2 separate regions of the Mus musculus genome follow, and region 2 is linked to region 1. A link is a contact called in public HiChIP or PLAC-seq data. All regions are on one chromosome and are shown on one strand. The core of a region is the stretch at or near the end of the contact, and the rest is flanking DNA. Distances in the headings are between cores, read along the strand shown. Region 1 holds the start of 0610040J01Rik (RIKEN cDNA 0610040J01 gene). Region 2 holds the start of 5830416I19Rik (RIKEN cDNA 5830416I19 gene).

Region 1 (2,829 bases), core at 50-2,549:
GTGAACACGACCTTGGAGAACCTCTCCAGATACCTTCACACACACACATACACACACACACACACACACACACACACACACACACACACACACACACCGTTGATCTGAGAATTCCCATATATACCTCCCCCCACCCCAAAATATCTTTAAACATGGCAGGCAGCATTGGAAAGCTTTGGTGATATTGTAAACAACAATCAGATGCAATTGTGTATGTAGTTCTCAACAAAACAATTACTTTAAAAGAACTTTAAATACCCAAGAGTTAAAAGAAAACTAAAGGCATTATCAAGTTTCTTACCTTCCTCTCTTTACTACTACTGAGTTGAACCTCAAAGTTTCTCCCCACTGACTCTAAAAACCCAAAACAAATTCCAAAGTCTCTTTTTGATCCGAAAAACCTAATTCATATATAAATGGACCAGTATCCCATGGAATTTCTGACAAGGCTGGAAATTGAACCTGAGCATCATTTATTCTAACAAGAAATTTTTTTCTTCAAATCAATAAATGACATTCAACAACGTATGATTTCCCTCGTAAATCGACATTTGAAAGCACAAAGGTATTTTAGCACTAAAAAGGACAAAAAAACCACTGAGTGTTCTCCCATAGAGCGTGGCAAATGCCTGTGAAGACAGCGGGGATGTCCAACTCAAAACTCGCTGGAGAAAATTAGGTCTTTGGGAAGTTCTCTCAGTTGCTTCTCCCCGCATTGCCTTTTAATCCTCTCACTGCGAGCCTTGAGCATGGAGAGGAAAGAGAGGAAGCTAGATGGCGCAATTGCTCAACACATTTTCCTGGCTTCTGGAAATGCCAGCTCTCCACAGCTTCTGGGCCAGGTGGACCGAAGACCGAAATCTTAAACCGAATTTCAAGATTAAAGCACCGGTTCTCTACCCTTCGTAGGTAAAGTGTGTTGGGTGAAGTGTCCCATATCCTGACACTCCAAGGGAAGGGGTCTGAAACCGGGGTTCTTTCACGTGTCCCACTAATAGCCTTTGGGGCACAGGCAAGTTTGTAGCCCCTAGGAACGACCGTCACTGCAGCGTCTGAGCAGATTGTCTAGCCATCGGGCGGGCGACAAGCAATGTGCGCTCGATCTAGCAACTAATGCGGGCTGGCTCGCTGACCACTCACTCAAACATAGATCACCGGACGTCCCCTTGTCCCTGTCGCCTGCGCACGCGGGCCAAGGCGCAGGTAAAGGGTTACCCTTGCCTGGGAGGCTCGCCCGCTCCCCGTCCACGTGACGCGGCGGCCCAATGACCGCAGCCCGGGCTGAGGCTGCAGCGCGACAGGCTCCGGGCGTCGCTGACCCACTCGCGTGTCCCAGCGCGGACGCCCGAGGCCCACGAAGCCATGGGCGCCGCGACTCTGGAGCCGCCGCCCCGCCGCAGGTAAGTACGGTCCGGGACTGCGCCGGGCTCCTCCGGGAAGAGGGCTGGTCCTGGGCGGGAGTCCCGACTTTGCTTCTGGGCTCCCCTTCTCTCAAGGGGACGCGAGGAGGAACTATGAGGCAAGGCAATGGATGATTTGATGACTTCAGGAGAAGTCACGGAATTCAACCTAGGCATGCTAAGAGTGGCGACAAGAAACAGGTTTCCAAACTAAAGGCGCTGGTGCTGGTTGGGTAAAATGGTTTATTTTTAAACTCCCAATTCCTGAGCTCTCTGCTGTTCCTGGGAACTTAAACCTGGACAAATTGTAAGAGATCTTCCCATCTCCCTGTGTCCCGGGGTCACCATATTTACGCTTCTAGGGGGGTTTTATTGATTAAAACGGGAAAGGAATTTGATCGCCCCCGCCCTTCTTTGAAATGTCCTTGGGTTCTGGGGTTGGGTCTATGGCGATGGTGAGGGTGCATGAAGGGACAACGACGCTGTGGTGTTCCGCAAGAGCCTGGGACTAGGAAAGTGGGCGCCAAAGAGAGAGAGCTAAATGGTCGCAGGCTGTAAATATTTAATAGACAAATATCTACCAGGTCAATCGCCTGGGTCTTTGTAGCCTGGACAGCCCTGATGAGGTGAGATTATATATATATATATATATCACCAATGCAGAATTTTCCAGTAATACCAGGCAGATATCAGGGGGACTTTTACCCACTCCCAGAACCATAATTAACCTTAAATGCAAAACAAAATAATTCCATCTCCATCGACTCTGAATGTCTACTTTTCCATCCTGGTATAGACATTTGCGCGATGAATGTAGAGGAAGTGGGTGTTCCAGGAGTCACTTCTGTGCTGGTTTCTGCGAGAGTGTTTGTTGGTTGTGGCCTGTGGCTGATTGCCTTGGGTGGCTGTAACTCAGCTATGGTGAAGAATATCGCTGGAGAAAAGAAAGTCTTGGAACCGTGAATGGAAAAGAAGTGGGAGTAGTGGTTATTTTTTAAAGGCAGTTGGTTCTGTATTTGTTGAAGTTGTTTCCTCCCACATAATTTTCCAGTTAATACTATCTTAAGGAGGATACAATAGTATTTCCCTTATACTTGTCTAGTTGATACTATTTTTAGGAAGAAATAATAGTATCTCCCATATATGTTTCCAGTTACTACTGTAAAGAGGAGATGGTAGCTCTCCTCATCTAAGCACCAGTGCCTCTGAAACACCTTGCTAGCCTCTTTGGTAAAAATCCTTGTCCTAGGACAGGTCTCCACAACAACAATATGGAGCCTCGGTCCTTTAGGAGAGTTCTGGGTTGTTAGTGTTTCTGGGAAGTATGAAGAATCAGTAAACAGCCAGCTCCAAGGCTCAGTGGGAGATTCAGAGGTGACAGGCAGACACAGGAAGGTGATGTGTGGTTCATTTCTCCTGCTCACCAACT
Region 2 (2,994 bases), core at 325-2,824, 230 kb after region 1:
TGCTCTATATGTTTCTTAAGTTTGACAAGGTTATAGTTTGTCAGAGAAGATCGAGGATGCTGTCCAAGCACTTCAGACATACTAGGCCACCATTAAATACTTCTGTCAACCACATACATCGCTAACACACCAACTCCAGGAGGGAGGGGAAACCAGATCCCAGAGGAAGCACGTGCATTAGAGCCATCCTGCCAACATGGAAGGCCTGGCTTGTTTGAAAAGAGCAAAGGTATCTCTCTGAAGCCACTGAACTTTTAAAAACAGTCTGCATTATAGCAGCTTGCCCTTTATCCTAACAAATACACTAAGGACAGTTTAGACTCTCAGTGGTACCTATTCCCTTATTTGTCAAACACAACGGATATATTGTATCATTCTATTTGTTCCCGGGATAATAGGTCTCCAAAGACATCTCCAACCTGAACAGAGGGACAATGTTTCCCATTGTGTGGAGACAGAAGTGCCAGTGGCAGCCCACCTCTGCACCATGCAGCTGCTGGTGGGATGCTCTGGCCTCCAGGCCCCTTGGAGAATGAGTGCAAAGTGGTTGCCAACTTCCTCCATCACAAATACTCATGTGTCAGAGATTTTTAAATAAAAAATTCAAGAACAGATGGCAAAAGAAAGACTCGTTATATGTGTGCAATCTAGGCTTTGTCTCCTATGCATGTTGCAGTCTCTGTGTGTGTGTGTATGTGTTTGTGTGTGTGTGAAACCAACATTAATGTCATTTCTTGGGGGATAATAAGCTCATTCTGCTAGCCCCACTTATGGCTAATAACAATCAACAATTATTGATGCTTTCTTCGTTGCCACCTCCTCCTCATGAATCAGCACATGAATATTTATGTCCATGCTAATCAGCACAGAAGACTGCTGCAGACAGGCGTCAAATTACACTTCTGGGTTAGAGACAGCCTCCTCTTTTTGAGGCATTTTGATCAAGAAAAACTTGGTGGGGGGCTGATTTCTTGAATTTATTTATTATTTACTTACTTATTTTTGTTAGAATGAAGAGAGAAAGTGGCTGAAAGGCTTGGGTTGAAAGTATGAACGACCTGCATGTGTGAAGGCTCAGTTACTGGATGGTAGTTTTAAAAGGTTCTGTGTACCTTGAAGAAGTCAGGCCTTCTTTGGAAGCTGGACGTTGAGAGGGGATTGTGGGATTCCCCATCTGTCTCAGTTTGGTCTACACCGTTTTCCAGAGTGGTCTCTGCTATCCCAGCCCCCATGATGGTTTTCATATGCCACTCCCACATCCGAACACAAAACAAAGAAATGTAATAAAAAGAATAAATAAAATGTTATCTAAAGAGATCATGTCTTGGCACATGACACTTTTATCTGGGGCGGGGGAGGGTAGGCTGGGGAAGGTTGGGGAAGTGTGGGGGGGATGGATGGACAAGCACCTTGTTAGAGAAATAGTCTGAAGGCTGAGAGTCTCCTCCCGTGGCCCTGTACTCGCTGGCGGTAATCCTAAACTGTAAACGTCTATCTGTCTATCCGTTTTAAACCACAACACTTTGCGACTTCCTTGTTTCACCCGCTCTGCTTTGGTCTGAACAAGCACTCTCAGTGCCACCCATTATTCTGCCGGGAGGTATGTGTCAGAGCCGGTGTGCGCGCCAGCTTCGCCAGCTTCGTGTTGGATGAGCTCGCTGTTCGGGGAGGGAGGTGAGTGGGGGTGCAGGGTTATTTCTAGAATGGCAGAGGCAGTATAGGATAATGTAGGAACGCTTTCTATCCTCAGGGTTGAAAGAAGATGGAGAAATGGCGACTCCGTTTCCAGGTAACTGTATCTGCATCTCTCCTAAGAATCCTGCTAACTCACACTGGTGTAGAAGTTACCATGATTGGGTCCCGTGCTGATTTGTACCTGTGTTAAAGCACTGAATCCTTTGAAGTAGATGTAGTCGTTGGCTACAACAATATGTGTGGTGGTAGCTGTATGACTCAAACCTACCTAAAGTTCTTAGCCACTGTAAGAGACTATCGGAGGCTGACTGAGGTCAAAGAGCCACTTATGTTTTGTGCCCTGGCATATGACTTATCCAGAGGCTCTTTGCTTTATTGCCTCAAAATCCTTCTCCTGGCCAAGCCCTGTAATCTCAGAGCCACAGTCAGTTCAAAGAGAGGATGTAGGTCTTCTCCTATTGTCTGACCGGCACCACTTCTTCTTAACACGGGTCAGTGCTGAGAGTGGCTACTGGTGTGTGAGCTAATGTTCTCTCTCTCTCTCTCTCTCTCTCTCCCTCTCCCCCCCTCCTATGAATCATGGCGTTCATGTCCTTAAATCAGTCATCCCTTCACATGACCAGCCCGGCAGACAATACAGTGGGTATGAGTACGGAGCTGCAGGCTGGCCACCGGCCAAGGGCTCCGGGTGGGAAGAGCAGGATTGCTGCCTGGCTCTGAGCCATGTCACATGCAGCAGGGCTTGGGTGGCTCTCCAGGGGACTCTTTCAGGCATACGAAACAAAAAGCAAGGGCCACACTCAAAGTTAAAAAGCTCTGTCACTGTTGGGTTTTCCTGTGGTTATTTTCCAAGAAAAACAAACAAACGTTATGACTGCTCTACTTTTGAAAATAAGTAGCAAGAAATTTGAATGTTAATCCACTGGCAGTAAAAATGTACTCTGTGGTTCTATGTCATAAGCAGTCACAGACACAGAAGTCTAGACACAGTTCTGTCCTTTCCAACTACGTGATGTTGGTCAGTTCTGTGAATTCTCTGGGTTTCGTTGTGCCTTGGAACCAGATGGAATACATTTATCTCGTAAGGATGCTCTTATCCTTAGTTCCTAGCTGAACCTGTTATCACGAGAGAGGTAGTGAGGATACAGTGCGAGAAAAGATATTTCTAGAATGACAGACCCAGTGTTGGGTATATGAAGGGTCTCTTTGCCTCCTGAAGAAGGGAGGCGGAGAAAACTGGAGATGCAGGGTTGTAGATTTGGTGTATTGCTTGTATTACGTTAATTGGGTTCCCAAAAT

The links. HiChIP or PLAC-seq counts read pairs in DNA pulled down with a chosen protein or histone mark.
Region 2: an H3K4me3 HiChIP or PLAC-seq map of embryonic stem cells shows a contact between it and region 1, with 3 times the contacts expected there. The contact joins the promoter of 5830416I19Rik here to the promoter of 0610040J01Rik in region 1. A contact is called at or near these places in 4 of 39 promoter capture datasets (the C10 cell line, embryonic stem cells, liver and 1 more), 3 of 484 Hi-C or Micro-C datasets (embryonic stem cells, reprogramming fibroblasts and uterus), 2 of 115 datasets of contacts at active chromatin or transcription factors (embryonic stem cells and stem cell-derived neural progenitor cells) and 1 of 9 other capture datasets (adipose tissue).

The regions. Positions count from the first base shown.
Region 1 is chr5:63,811,196-63,814,024 of GRCm38.p6, forward strand. It overlaps 0610040J01Rik (RIKEN cDNA 0610040J01 gene), which reads left to right and starts at 1,300. Exons shown (of 4, transcript NM_029554.4): 1 at 1,300-1,400.
Region 2 is chr5:64,043,399-64,046,392 of GRCm38.p6, forward strand. It overlaps 5830416I19Rik (RIKEN cDNA 5830416I19 gene), which reads left to right and starts at 1,575. Exons shown (of 3, transcript NR_045384.1): 1 at 1,575-1,600; 2 at 1,751-1,789.